2 separate regions of the Mus musculus genome follow, and region 2 is linked to region 1. A link is a contact called in public Hi-C data. All regions are on one chromosome and are shown on one strand. Each heading gives the region's core, a stretch centred on a gene start, on an enhancer-like site or on the middle of the called end of the contact. The rest is flanking DNA. Distances are from core to core; before and after follow the strand shown.

Region 1 (7,075 bases), core at 1,235-3,734:
TGATGAGAAATGTAGGTCACTCCTGGAGAAAACTGATCCCCACCCCCATGCCAAACACCTGTCTAGGTAGCTTGAGGGGTCACTTGAGGTTTACGGGTGGGCGCACTGCTGTGCCAGCTAGGTTTTTTTTTTTTCCTCCCCTTGAGTGATCCTTTCTCAAAAACTATGACATAGTGACAGGCACTTGTGGTTTTCCCATTGGTGCTGCTGGAAGAAGCGAGGGTACAGCATCTACTTCAGAAGTGATGGCGGCAACGCAGGCACGTTGCTGAAGTGCCTGAACTTCCTTCATTCACGGATTGTGATGGCTCATTTCCTGATTTCTCCTCTCCTCTACCATAACTGGCATCTTTGCTATTTGCCATCATGGTGAATGAGAAAAGAAGTGCTGGGTGTGTGGGATTCGAATTGCCAGGCACTGACTAAAATCAGTTGTCTTACCATACAACACTTGCCTTTTATTCTGCTTGGGGTGGACTGGGGAGAAGGCCATGCTGACTTTACGTGTAACGTTTTCTTTTGCTTTCAACTCCAGTTCCCTCTTAAGTGATTGAGGCCAGGGGCAGGATGATTTTCCTTAGCTGTCTTCCTGTGACCTACTGTGTCTGCTGCTGGCAGCACTGGGAGGAGAACTTTAGCTTTCAGTTATGTCTTTTGCCTTTCCAAAAAAAAAAGTCTCCTTGTGGAGGGGGAGGAGATGGCTGGGGGTGGGGGGAAAAAACCACTTGTACATAAAACAGCTGTTAAGCAAATCTCCACACACAGAGATCAAGAGAATGTGAAGAAATATGTTCTTGAGGACCCTTTTAGCAACTTGGAACCTCCTTGGAGAATAAGTAACAGCCACGCTACAAGTTTTTAGTAACTTAGTTACTGAGAAATACATTGAGCTAACTTAGATCCTCAAACCTTGATTGAAAAAAACGAACAACAAACAACTTTGATTTCTATTGTAATAATGCACAAGATGCTAAAGCAACTTGAAGAATGTGTGTTTGCTCTTTGATTAACTGTTTCCCCCCTCTCCCCCACAAAGAGTGTCAAAAAATTCTCAAGGCAGAAGTCTGGATTCCAGCAGATGGATTTGGTCTCCAGACTACATGTACCATGAGAAAGGAGCTCTAGCTTATTCTCCCTCTTCCTCTCTGTGGCCAGCTGTCGTGGGGACACTGCTCAATGGCATTCTGGAAATCTCTGTGTTGTCCCCCAGAGAGCATTGCGAGACTCACCTCTCCTGTACGCTGTTAGGAACACCTGGGACAGTATATTGCCTGAGGTAGCTTGTGTAGGCTGGGGTCTCGTCTCTGAAGTATGATGCCCCTATAAATCTTCATGGTCACACTCAGAGAATTCTTGTTGTGTGCTACAGATGGTTTATAGTTTATTTCCAAACAGCTGTTTTTCCCTTCTTTAGTCTGTTTTTCTTTTATTTATTTCTTTTTCCTTTTTTTTTTCTTTTTTGCCCCCAATAAAATCCTTCCGGAAACCATTCAGCTCGCATCCTTGGCGAAGTGCTTTGCAGAAGCCTTCAGGTTCCCTGTCACGGTTACACTCTTGCCAGCACCTGTTGCTAGGGCCACTCGATTTAGCAGGTTGCTGTTTGGAAAGCTAGACATTCAGTGGATGTGTGTCAAAACTGCAGCCTCAACTGCCCTAGAACAGAGCAGCCCCCAGCGATGAGTAGCCCCTTCCTGCTGTTTCATGAGAGTGTAGAAAGTGGAGATTACAGGGTGCTGCACTCATGATTGACAGCCAGCTCATCAGAGCATCATGTAGGAAAGCCCCCTTTGTAGATTTTTGGTCCTGAGTTTGAAGGAAGTAGTTTCTTAAAGGTACCCTGCTTTGGCATTCCCTTTAGTCTTTGCCAACAACTAGCTGTCCCTGACCTTTAAGAGATATGGACAGGAGGAGGAATTGAGACCCACAGATAATCCTTAAATCTTGTTAATGGTTTTCACATCCTTAGCTACGATCATTTTCCCCAGAGCTGCCCCCATGGTGCTAAATGGCTAGTTTAAATGCAGTCTCTACTTGTCCTCCCCCCCCCCCCCCCCCCCGCTAATCCTCTGCTCAAGGGTCAGGGGTGGTGAGAGGCAATAAAAAAAGAAGTCCAACCAGGGAGGGAGAGATGCACCGAGGCAGCCTGTCAACTCTTAGAAAGGGAGGGAAATGTATCTGCATGTCTCCTTCGCCAGTTGTATGAGTACAGGCTCACCATCTGTGCCGCAAACATTGACACGGGGGTCGGCGGTGGGGTGGGGAAGCACCACAGTGAGTCAGCGGCCCCGGGATGGAGTTACACCTCTCAAGCCGCTATCAAGTATTTAGGGATGAAGTGCACAAAGCCCTGAGAGTGAGAACAATCCGTAAAGGCGGGTTTGGCCAGCTCTCAAAAATCTTAGACAGTTGCAACACAGTCCTTGGCTCCGATGCTGGATTTTTCCCATTCATGCACATATTTTGACAGATGAATTGTTGCAGACTGTGAAAAAGCTCTGCAAGGAATCCATTCTGTCCCTCTCTCTGAGCAGGGCTCCATCTGCTCGTAGCCTTCCGGCGAGCAAACCCAGGTGCCCTGCCTTCTGAGTCATGTGCCCCTTGGCTCCTGGTCAGCCTTAGCTGCTCTCTCTAGAGAGGTCTAGGTCACACTGGGGGGCCGATCTGTGTATGTGTTAGGCTGGAATGAGCCTCGATTTGCTAAGCCCTGGACACTGGTATAAGTCTTCTGGAATTTGTATTTCTTAATTCCTATGGAATGCTTATTACTTTCATTATAGCAGTAAGATTTTTTTTTTTTGAAAAACAAAACAAAACAAAACAAAACAAAACAAGACTCAGAAGCCCACAATCACTTGCCCTTGACATTTTCCTTCCAAAGCCGATAAGTAAGGTCTCATTTATATCTGGCAAGGCTGAGACACCTTCTGGATTTCTGGCTGGTAGATTCTGTTAGTGTTTCTTTTTGTTTGTCTTTGAAATAGAAGCCCACCACGTGAGTCTCGGCTGGCCTTAAGTCCCACTCCTCCTGACCCAGCCTTACAATACAAGGAATACAGATGTGTACCACTGCACTCTGCTTTTAGATAAAAACAGAAAAAAAGCAGGGATGTTTTTCCCTGTGTGGTGGTGTATGCCTATGTCTATCTGGGTACTAGAGAGGCTGAGGCAGGAGGATTTTGAGTACCAGATTAGCCAAGGCAATGCAATGAGACTCCATCTCAAAAAAAAGTAGTTAAAATCAAGCCTTTTTTTTTTTTTTTTTTTTTTTTTTGATGAAGTGGGCCCAGCCTGACATAGTTTTAAATATATAGCTTTAGATCACATGCAATAAATGGGTATGACTGGTGTTTAATTTCAAGGATGGTCCAGCCTCCTAGTATGGGCAGTCTTTGCATAACTCTGGAATTTATTTCTTGAATGACTGGAGTAAAATGAAGGCTTAATCATGTAAGTTTCATCCCTCTGGTATTCTTGTGTGACAGCTTGGTAGAAGCTAACAATAGACCTCAAATTAGGGCCATAGGTCAACCAAAAACCAATCACCTGAGGTAGTCTATTTGGATTAGCTCCCCTTCACCATAATGAACACTCAAGATAAAACAAAATATAAAGATATGCACGTTGGCTCAAAGGTTTGGATGTTTTAGTCCTTGGTTAATCAGCTCTATTATGCTGGGTCTGTGGCATCACCATCCATTGGGATGGGGACCTGGGGAACAAAACCATTCACTTCATAGCTCAGACATGTAAGTGAGGATGGGGACAGAGATGGAGTCCCTTAATTCTCTTTGAGGGCACATGCCACTGACTTGAAGACTTCCTACTAGTCCCTTCCTTTTAAAGAATTCACCTACCAGTGCTGCCATGGAGACCTCGAAGGTCTTTGAGTGACATTTAAGATACATGGATCATAGATCAGCTTCCAGAGATGGACTTTAGATAGATAGTAAGTAACAGCCATGTCAAAGGTGGAACGTGTGTGTTTGTGTGTGTGTGTGTGTGTGTGTGTGTGTATGTGTGATTGTGTATTCATACAAAACTGAGAAAACATTAGCTACTCCCAGTGTGTTCATTGAACAACCATAAACTCTTTAATGTTTTTAAACCATCAAGTAAAGATAAAAAAAAAACACACACACACAAAAACTTGAATAGTTTCTAAGTTGCATGTGACATCCCAAGAGTCCTGACACTGTGTTTATGTTTGAGTATACTCAAACATTCAGCAACACATTAAAGTTTGGAAGTTTTCACCTTCCTACTCGGGAAAATATCCATTGCAAATTATGGGGGCAGGGGCAGTCAGGAATGGTTCTTTGTTTTCTAATTTAAATAAACATTAACATAGATGATCAACCTTGTTGACATATGTCCAACCATATTAACATATATTCCAACCTTATTGGCATATATCCCAACCAACAACACATATAAAATTCTGTATTGAATTCTACCATGTGTATGTGGCAAGGGAGAGACAGTGAGACCTTGTGGTATTGGTTCCCAGCCAATCCTTGCCATGGCTTAGCCTCACCTCTGTTTGTCTTCAGATGACATGTATGTCCTTTGGAATGTGTTCTTAGTGACTTCTTGTATTTAGCACTCATAGCTCTCCCCCGTGGATGTGTGGTATATGTCTGATGATTAGTGGTATATGTTTATAGCATCCAGCTTGATTTGACGTATTTAGAACGAAATGTTACCTGAAATATTTACCATAGTCGGCCATCACTTGTGCTTTATCTAGTCAAGTAATGTACCCACCATGTGAGCTTCATCTTTTTGGGTGAGATGAGTTAGATTACAGTCTACCTGCTTAGCAGATTTCAAGTGTGTGGTCCATGTTATTAACCGTTTTCACCATTGTACGTTAGGTCTGAAGGCTTGAACCATGGAAGCTTTCTAGAGCTGAGACTTGTCCATCCTGTTCTGCATCTCCCTGTCTGTCCTGTAATCTAACACGGTTGATAGAGAATATCTCTACAGCACTTGTTACACAGAAAGACAATGGGAAATTTCCAATAATAGGTGTTTTGGACTTCACAGCTGGCTTGTGGAAGAGGTTTGTTCTGATCCACCTTGGGGAGAGAATGTGAGGTGAAAGACACAAGGACAGAACTTCAAAGTCTCTGCGCCTGACCTTTTCTTAGGGATGTCATTATTTGAGCCCCAAGCCAGGACCCTGAACTTCTGGGAACTTAAGTCAACCCTCATAAACCACCCACACTCATGTCTGCTCTTGAACGACATTGAACCACCCCCCTTGTGAATCCCAACTGGGAGATGACTCTCATTGGGCATGTGGAGAGAAAACTTCTTAAAGTGTTGTGAAAGATAAACAACTGTCTTATTTGACTACTTATAAAAGACCAGGTACAGATGGGAAGACAGTGGAGGGAAAAATGAGCTCCATGAGACCGTGATTCACATGGCTCTGTGATTGAAACTGTATGGCTGGTGTTGAGAGACAAGCAGGCGGACAGGATGGCAGATGCCCGAGTCTCCTAGGAATGGGCCACTCATACCTAAGCAGCCAGTTCCAAAATGTTCTGACCAAAATACATGGGTCCAGTCTTCATTGTCTATCTTGTGGGAGATGACGTTCCCCAAATAGCCTTTTACAAATGACCCCCCTATCTTTTAAAGGTAAAGAAGGTTCTTTGGGGCTCTTTGAGCTTGAACAACCCCCAAGTCCATGGAGCATGGCTGCTTTTCACAAACTTCCACCTGCCAAGGAAAGGGGCTGTGGGACTAGATAGCATCCTGTGCCTGAGACCCATGTCCCTGTCTTTTTGCTTATTCCACTGTGTGAGATTTTATCTAGGGAGTGGCAGAGAGTGCTTGTCAGACAGTGGCCACTTGGCAGCCATTTTGGTTCTTGGATGTCAGTAGTACTAACAGAATTAAATGGGACACAAACCTTCATTTTCTGTCACCTGTATTGTCCAGGGCTGTTTCCCACCATTGCCATTGAAGAATAGGTATCTTCCAATTCCTCCTCCACCCCTGAGTACCTCACAAATCCACCCATCCCTGACCACTGTCATGTTCAAATATGCCTACAGACTCCTCCCCAGGGCACCAAAATAAGCCTGGCTCTTTCTTTTCCAAGTGCCCCTCTCCAGCCTGTTTCCCACTCTGTACTCTAGGTTGGAAATCTTACTGATTAGCTTTTCCTCATAGGGTTGGATCTCAGTTACTGAGTTTGTATGGCTTCAGAACATAAGTGGCAAGTATATGTCTCTTCTTGGTTATCATTTTTTCCCGCCAGGAAAATCCACTGGACTAGGTTTTCACATTTTCTACTCTCTCGTCTCTTCCCACTTTGATATATGCCGTGTAACAGTCCGTTTTGTGACACTATGACTAAATGACTGATGCCAGGTTCGTTCTACATAATAGAAGTTTAACTATCTCAAGTTTTAGAGTCAGAGTCAAGGGCTGGGTGGTCTCATTGACTTGATATATAGTGAGGGCCTTCCAGGCTGAGTACCATAACCATCATAGGAACTTGTAGGACAGTGAATGATCACCTGGTAGGGAAAGAACACAGAACACGGAAAAAAAAAAAAGACAGCCTTATTGTATTATAACTTCCTCTCAATAGGACTAGCAGATCCCACAAGAATCACCTAGTCTTCCTGAAGACCATGTGCTCAACCACTTCCCGCCATGCTCTGCCTATTCCAGGTCCTATCGCCTTTCCTCATTATCAGGCTGACGACCTTTTGCCAACACATTAACCTTCAGAGGAGAAACCACCTCAGAAACATAGCTCTCCTAGACTTTGAGGCACCTAGTCCAGGCCAATGTGTCATGCTCATGTGGCTGTAGAGCCATTAGTTTCAGTCTTAAGCACATGCTGGGCATCCCAGCAATCCCCTCCACCCTCTGGGATCCTTACTTTCCACAATGTTTTTCTGAGTTATGCAAGCAGCTACATCCACCCTTCTGCCCCTGAGTGTTGTGGGCTGTTGATGCTTTGCAGGGTCCTCTGACAGGATCTGAGAATCCACTGTGTGCTGTCACTTTGGAGCATAAGCCCTGCCTGAGGATGAGACTCATCTTCTGGGCC
Region 2 (7,075 bases), core at 2,202-4,701, 170 kb after region 1:
TTTCTATACTAACTGAATCTTAGAAAAGAATTGTTCATTAACTGCACCACAAAACATTATATACCAGCAGAAAGCAGCTTTGTCTCACAGAGTCACAGAAACTGCAGGGCTTCGTGGCGCACACAGATTTATCCCTCCACTGTGCTTCGTGCTACTATAGGGAGAATGCAAAAATAGGACAGTCACCAAGGCATAGATGGACACAGAAATAAGGGACAGAATCTGGGATCCTATCAAAGAGTCTCATGACCAGAGACAGGGCTCCAAGATGACTCAGAGGGTGGGGGGCTGCCAAGCCTGATGACCAAGTTCAATTCCAACATCCAGATGATGACAGGAGAGAATTGATACCTATGAGTTATTCTCTGACCTCCGCATACATGCCGTGGTACTTGCCCTACCATACATATACATACATACATACATACATACATTCATACATACATACATACATACACATGCAGACACATGCATACATTCATACATACATACACATGCAGACACATGCATATATAAATGCATACACACATACACATGCAGACACATACATACACACATACATACATTCATATATACACATGCAGACACATGTATATATACATGCATACACACATACACATGCAGATACATATATACATACATACATACACTAATTTACTTAAATACCAGATAGATTTTAGATGAAAGGAAGTTGGGTGGGGAGCTAGAAGAGAAATACAGAGTGCCCACAAGGCATGGGATTCATAGGAGGGACACCCCACCTGTTCCTGTGCGACAGGGTTATGGGTGTGTCCTCATTGTCCCCTAAATGACCACATCACTTTCCCCCTCTCCTCCAGAAGTCCAGCCCAAAGGAGGGGTGTCTACAAAATTAAGATTCATGACTACATCCTAGGCTCTGTAACTGACACTCCCTCCATCACAAGGAAGCCTGGCTCATGTCTTCCTGAGCTTGGGGGTTCACGGGTTGTCTACATGCAAGTTAATCAGCTGCCCGGTGTAAGAGCCCAGCTCAAGAATACTGACACTTCATCACCATTGGGATTCAACCAAGAGACCAAAGACAAAAGTGCTACTGTCAAATCATGCGGCGCTTGCCCCAGCCTGAGCCATGGGGCCTCTCCTTAATTTGTAAAAGCTGAAAACAAATGTAGGAATCCTAGCAGAGATCTTTCTCTTTGGGGGACTGAAGTAACTAACTTACAAAAACCAACCTGTCCACATAGCAAGCACAAGGAGTGCTGTAAAATCACAGCGAGGAGCACTCTGCCCTTGGTCAGGTAGTCAGTCGGTAACTCTTGCAGAGGCCTAATGAATTCTCCTAGAGATGAAACTATAGACCAGGAGCTGCCTATGACAAAGTGTCAGTCCAGGGTAGAACACACTGTGTCCTTAGTGTTAACCTCAGTCCTTTATCGCAAACTCAGTTATTAATCCGTGAAGCGTTGAGACCAGGAGCGGGAATTCTATCAGAGTCTAGTGATAAATAACACCATCAAAGAGGATGCTACTGGTGTATTTAATGGTTTGGGTTGAAGATGCCTGCAACCAATGTATTCCATTTGCCCTTGTTCCAGCTCTGTAGCAATGCCTGAACCATGATATCTGGGATGATCTATGTCTGATCATTATAGACAGATGTTTGCTTTGGCTCTCAGTTCTGCATATTTCTGACTACGATTAGGTGGACCTGTTGCTTTTAGGGTTCTAGTATGACACAGCAGAGGAAAACGGAGAGAGAGGGGGAGAGAGAGAGGAGAGAGGGAGAGAGAGAGAGAGAGAGGAGAGACTAAGTTCCCGTATTCACTGTCAAGTTAATAACCTCCCCCCACCCCCAAACACAAAGCTAAACCCATCCCAGCAGCCTTCACCTCTTAAAGGCTCCATTATCTTCCAATAGCACCTCTCTAGGGACCAAGAACATGGCCTTTTGGAGAACATTCGAGATCCACATACCCAACAGACAGTGAATTTTGCCAGTAGTCAATGTTAGTTGAACTACTCTACTTAGCTGTTCTCAACCGTCTTTGAATTATGAATCCATCCCAAGGTTATGTCAGTCATTCTGAGGATGGTTTATATGGCAGTCAAAGCTTCAACTTTGCTGGATGTGGTCACACACACACCTATAATCTCAGCACTTTGGAGTTGAATGCAGGAAGATCCAGTGTTCTGGGCCAGCCTCAGCCACACAGTTAGTCTGAGCTACACAGTTAGTTCACCTTCACAATAGATAAAAAGCAGATATCCCCTACTTTTTGCTCTTTTTGGTCCCTCTTTCATGATAATCCCTGAACCCTAGGGGAGGGGTTTGCTATAGATGTCTCATTTAGAGATGAATCCTTCGTGGTTTTCAGCAAAACAGTATTTTCTGCACACGGTAGAGCCATTGCCCGCATGAACTCACAGTGGCTGGGACTGCATGCATAAGACCTGTACAAGACCAAGCCGGCCGAACTCCTAGCACGGAGATGATCAAGAAGGGTTCATGTACGCCACCCCCCATCCGAGGAGCTATGGCGATGGAGGGAGAAGAGTAAGTTTTCTTCAGGGATGCAACCCCTGAGCAGTAACCGCGCTCTAGCAGATCCTCTTACACCCATGCACATACAGGCAGCGGTAAGTGGTCTCGGTGGGCTTTAAAAGGAAAGATCACATGACGTCGGAAGAGAAAAGAGGTGGGAGAGAACCGGAAGGAGCTGGAGAGAAGAAGGGTGGGGGGGTGGGTCTGATTGGAGCATGCTTAAAATTCTCAAACAATAAAAAAAAAAGGATCTTTCCTTCTTCCTCCCTTCCTCCCTCCCTCCCTTCCTCCCTCCCTCCCTCCCTCCCTCCCTCCCTCCCTCCCTCCCTCCCTCCCTTCCTCCGAGACAGGGTCCCACCTGCAGCCTTGGCTGACGTGGAACTCACTATGTAGACTAGACATGCCTGGAGCACACACAGAGATGTGCCTGCTTCTTCCTTCTGAGTGCATACACTAATGGCCTGGACCATCAAGCCCAGCTCAAGTGCTTTTTCAGAGAGCAACACATTGTCTCCTCAAGATTAACTGCAAGCATTAAGTGCTTTACAGGATCCAGAAATAAATGTAGTCCTTCTGGCTAGCACCGGGGCATCTAACTGTGTTGACAGTGTGACCCCAGCAGCAACTAGAAAACTCTGTGCGAATTGGCTACTCTATCTCCCTTCCTTTTCCCTGTCTGCCAGGTGGGGGCCTTGATGTCCAGTGGCCGACGGTCGTCTGGCTCTTGGTGGCACCCGCCTGTTATCACTGTCTGGCAAGCCACCGCTTTGCTTCCAGAACCTTGGAGCCTTCCAGGGCATAAGCCGATAAGGGATTCTCAGGCCATGGTGCCAGGGGCTTTCTTGGCGAGGGTCTGAGGAAGGCCATTGTTGTCGCTTGCTGTTATCTCTTACGCTGACTCCACTTGGCCGAGGTGCAAAGCCCATCACTGCAGTGTGGAAACGGCTGCTGGACACCGGAGGAGCCGGCGCGTCCATAAACATGGGGCGCGCAGGAAATAGCAACCAGCCTTGCAAACAAAAAGAGAAACATTCTCAAGTTTATTGGATGCTGAGATGTTTGTCCTTGGTACTGCTGCCCGGCTTTATCTCACTCCACAGCCTTCCTATGGAAGAAGCAGGGAAGTGAGCGCTTTATCAGTGGGGATCGGAGGTAATGTTTATGTTTGGCTGACATCGCTCGGAAAGTATTTTTGGTGCCGAGGGTACTGTTTTTGTTCGTTGCAAACGTCTGTCTTGGCCATTCCCTTCTTTGTTAAGACTCCATATTCTAGGAAATCCCCAGTCAACTAAGATGCTTCTTGTCTCCCTAACCCATCAGGGAACCTCCAGACTATGGCCTCTTGGAAGGGCAAACTGCCAGCATGCTCCTGAAAGGACAGCAACAGAGTGGAACCCCTCCCCATGGGCGGCTGCGGCTAGAGGCAGACACACCTACATGGAGATATCTGCTCTGTGCATGCCCCCTGCAGACACTATTGTGATGTTGCACCCTGTCCTCTGGACCAGTTCTGCAACATCTTTGCTAAGCAGCTCCTATACCAAGTATCAGGATAAGCGCCCCGGGGTGGGTCAAAGGCCAGTTCTCAACAATGTAGCAGGAACTGAGGGTCCGCATGAGATTCAAACTCAACCGTTAAAGATGCAATGCCACCTTCAGGATTCAGGGAGTACTGCAGAGTGAGGGAGCTGACTACAGCCATCTTCCCACCCAGAGATCTTAAGTCAACAAGAGCAACCAACTTTACAAAACCACCTAAGATAGAGTAGTGCTATCTGCGGTGACTTGGGATAGCTCACATTAATCCTGTAGTGAGAGTTATAGGTTATGACTATATCTCTGATTCCTCTAGGAAACCGGTTCTAACCCAATACTTGCATTGGTAACATTGTCTTCCTTGCTCAGAAAAGCACCTTCATTTGGGTGGCAAATGGTTCTCTCTTCTCGAGCTGTACCAACAGCACAGCTGCACTGTGGGGCCCCTGACCTCCTGTACTTTCATTTCATTTGGTTTCAACAAACACTCCTCAGAACAGCTGCGGTGTAAAAATTCATTAAATTTAGCTGAAATATGCAAACTGAATATTAGTTGGTTCCGTGCAGAAAGCTTCAATACTACTCTATGTAATTAAAAAGTGACTTCAAAAGTTATCAGATAAAATAAAATAAATGGTATTTGATATTAAAAAAAAAAAAAAGAAAAGAACAGCTGCGGATCAGCTGGGTGTCCTGGCACACACCTAGTGCTAGCACTAGGGAGGTCAAGGGTGAGAAGATTGCAAACTGAAGGACATTTTGGGTACATGGTGGGCTCCAGGGCAGGCTAGACTGTATACTAAGGGGGGGGGGAGGAGGAGAAGGACAAAAAGGAGGGAAAGAGGGTGAGGGAGGAGGAGAGGAAGAGGGAAAGGGAGGATCCAGTGAGCCAGTCATGGTGACACTTGCCTGTAATCCCAGCACTGAGAACAACATCCATTGTTTAAAGTTATCCTCAGCAGTAAGGCACATTTGAAGCCAGCCTGGGATACTTGGGATCCAATGTAAATGAATGAATGAATGAATGAATGAATGAATGAATAAATAAATAAATAAATAAATAAATAAATAAATGTAAAACAAACAAAAACTAACAACAAAGCGATTCATGTCCTGACAGTTCACAGGGGAGAAACAGAGCCCCAGGAAGGTGGGCTAACTTGTCCAGGGTCACACACACACAGATTTTAAGGACATTTCTACAAACCCTAGGATACCAAGTTCTCTCCTCCATAGCATGTTGATTTTGAGGTGGGGGTATCTCTCCATTAACTGGGGTCTCAGGTGTGTTTTAAGTAGCAAGAAGTGGGGCTACAGGAGGTGAGATTCCAGGACCCCCCCCCCCACACACACACAAGTAGCTAAGGCTTGAACAGTGAGGCTGAACAAGGCGAGCCAGGGAGGGAACTGGGGGATCACTATAAGATGACCAGGGAGGAAGGCAGATGGATGGAGACTTGAAGCTGACGCATCCCTGCCACCTTTGAGCAGCAACCAGAGGGTGTGGCTTCTTTAATATAATGTGTCTGGCCACAGTAACGGTAAGAGCAGGCAGTGCCCATTGCACCTGTCAGCCAGTGCACTGGTGAGAAATAGGACAAGACGATGTGGCCAGGGCAAGATGATGTCATTTGCAACTAATGAATGTGGCAGGAGTGCAGATGTCTGGGAAATGGATGTGTTCTTCTCTTTTCTGTGAAGCTATAGTCTTCTATGGGTCCCAGGTCTTCCTTAAAAGTACTCAAGCCAATGCGATGAGTCTAAAGGGTTTTGTTTTTTACAGTGCTGGGGCTAGAACACAGTGCTCTACCACTGAGATGCAGCCCTGTTTGAGTTTACAGTTTCTACATCCCTTGCCGTACAAGCCCAAGGCATTGCTGCATATAGCCTTTGTTTTCGTAGCATATCTTTCATACGGACAGCTGCCAGGGTGCTTGGCCCTTTAAGGAGAACCCTCTGCTGTGCTGTTAGCAGCATCACTTCTGAGACACAGAACTGGGTTGTTTTTATACCAAGCCACCCATCCAGAGAAGAACTTACTCAGACCTATGCTAAGAACTAAGGAAACAGATACAGAGCCGTGGCAGCTGCTGCCAAGAAGTTGTTTGGCTCGCCAGTGGAATTTCCTAGTTCCCATGTTGCTCTTGGCTGTGAAAAAATTAGATGTTTGAAATGTTATTATCTAAAAAGGATAGGTTATGCCACTTAGTGAGAGGGAAAGACCTCATGGGTGTGACGGGGTGGGAGGGAGTGCTGGTGGAGATCTTAGCAGGGGCCCAGGAGAGAGCCTGAGCAACCAGCTCTTTACAGAATGACAAGCTGTGTCACTATCCCTACAACTTGAGTGAAGGGTGGCAAAATGACATTCTGGGGTTGCTTTCAATGGCCTTTAAGAAAGAGAGCCAGCCGGGGGTGGTGGCGCACACCTTTAATCCCAGCACTCGGGAGGCAGAGGCAGGTGGATTTCTGAGTTCGAGGCCAGCCTGATCTACAGAGTGAGTTCCAGGACAGCCAGGACTATACAGAGAAACCCTGTCTCGAAAAAAACCAAAAGAGAGAGAGAGAGAGAGAGAGAGAGAGAGAGAGAGAGAGAGAGAGGGAGAGAGAGAGAGAGAGAGAGAGAGAGAGAGAGAGAGAGAGAGAGCCAATTCTCTGTTCCAGAAGGAAGACAGTCCTCAGGAATGCTTGCTAGATACTCAAGTGGAACAAGCTGGTGAAGCCAGTGTGGTGACTCAGTCTTAAAATCCCAGTATTCCGAAGGCTGAGGCATGACTATTGAGCATTTGAGGCCAACCTGGGCTACATCATAAGTTGCGGGATCTTTAGAGAATGTTTCCAAGATCTTACCTCAAAGTGGAAAACAAAGAAAGAAACAATCCCAGGCTTATTCATAAGGAACATTGAAGCTGATGTGGCTTTGCTGTTTACAGTTAATGAGGCATTTGGTTCTTCAGGCAGCTCAGCTCAGCAGTCATATGTGGCCAGTGGCCTCACTACTGTACATCATGAGCTCAG

What was found. A called contact is a pair of places that touch in the nucleus more often than the background predicts.
Region 2: a contact with region 1 is called in a Hi-C map of Sertoli cells, with 2.6 times the contacts expected there. The contact joins two enhancer-like sites. A contact is called at or near these places in 1 of 484 Hi-C or Micro-C datasets (Sertoli cells) and 2 of 9 other capture datasets (adipose tissue and liver).

The regions. Positions count from the first base shown.
Region 1 is chr13:38,408,182-38,415,256 of GRCm38.p6, forward strand. All of the region lies in intron 1 of Bmp6 (bone morphogenetic protein 6), which reads left to right. Among named protein-coding and RNA genes, the nearest start is that of 4930579J19Rik, 50 kb to the right of the region's middle. Within about 2 kb of position 2,485, at least 91 of the 459 cell types and tissues checked have an H3K27ac peak or open chromatin away from gene starts, as enhancers often do. A contact at or near this core is called in Sertoli cells and adipose tissue, where this site is marked.
Region 2 is chr13:38,576,785-38,583,859 of GRCm38.p6, forward strand. No RefSeq gene overlaps it. Among named protein-coding and RNA genes, the nearest start is that of Gm40922, 25 kb to the left of the region's middle. Within about 2 kb of position 3,452, at least 54 of the 459 cell types and tissues checked have an H3K27ac peak or open chromatin away from gene starts, as enhancers often do. A contact at or near this core is called in Sertoli cells and adipose tissue, where this site is marked.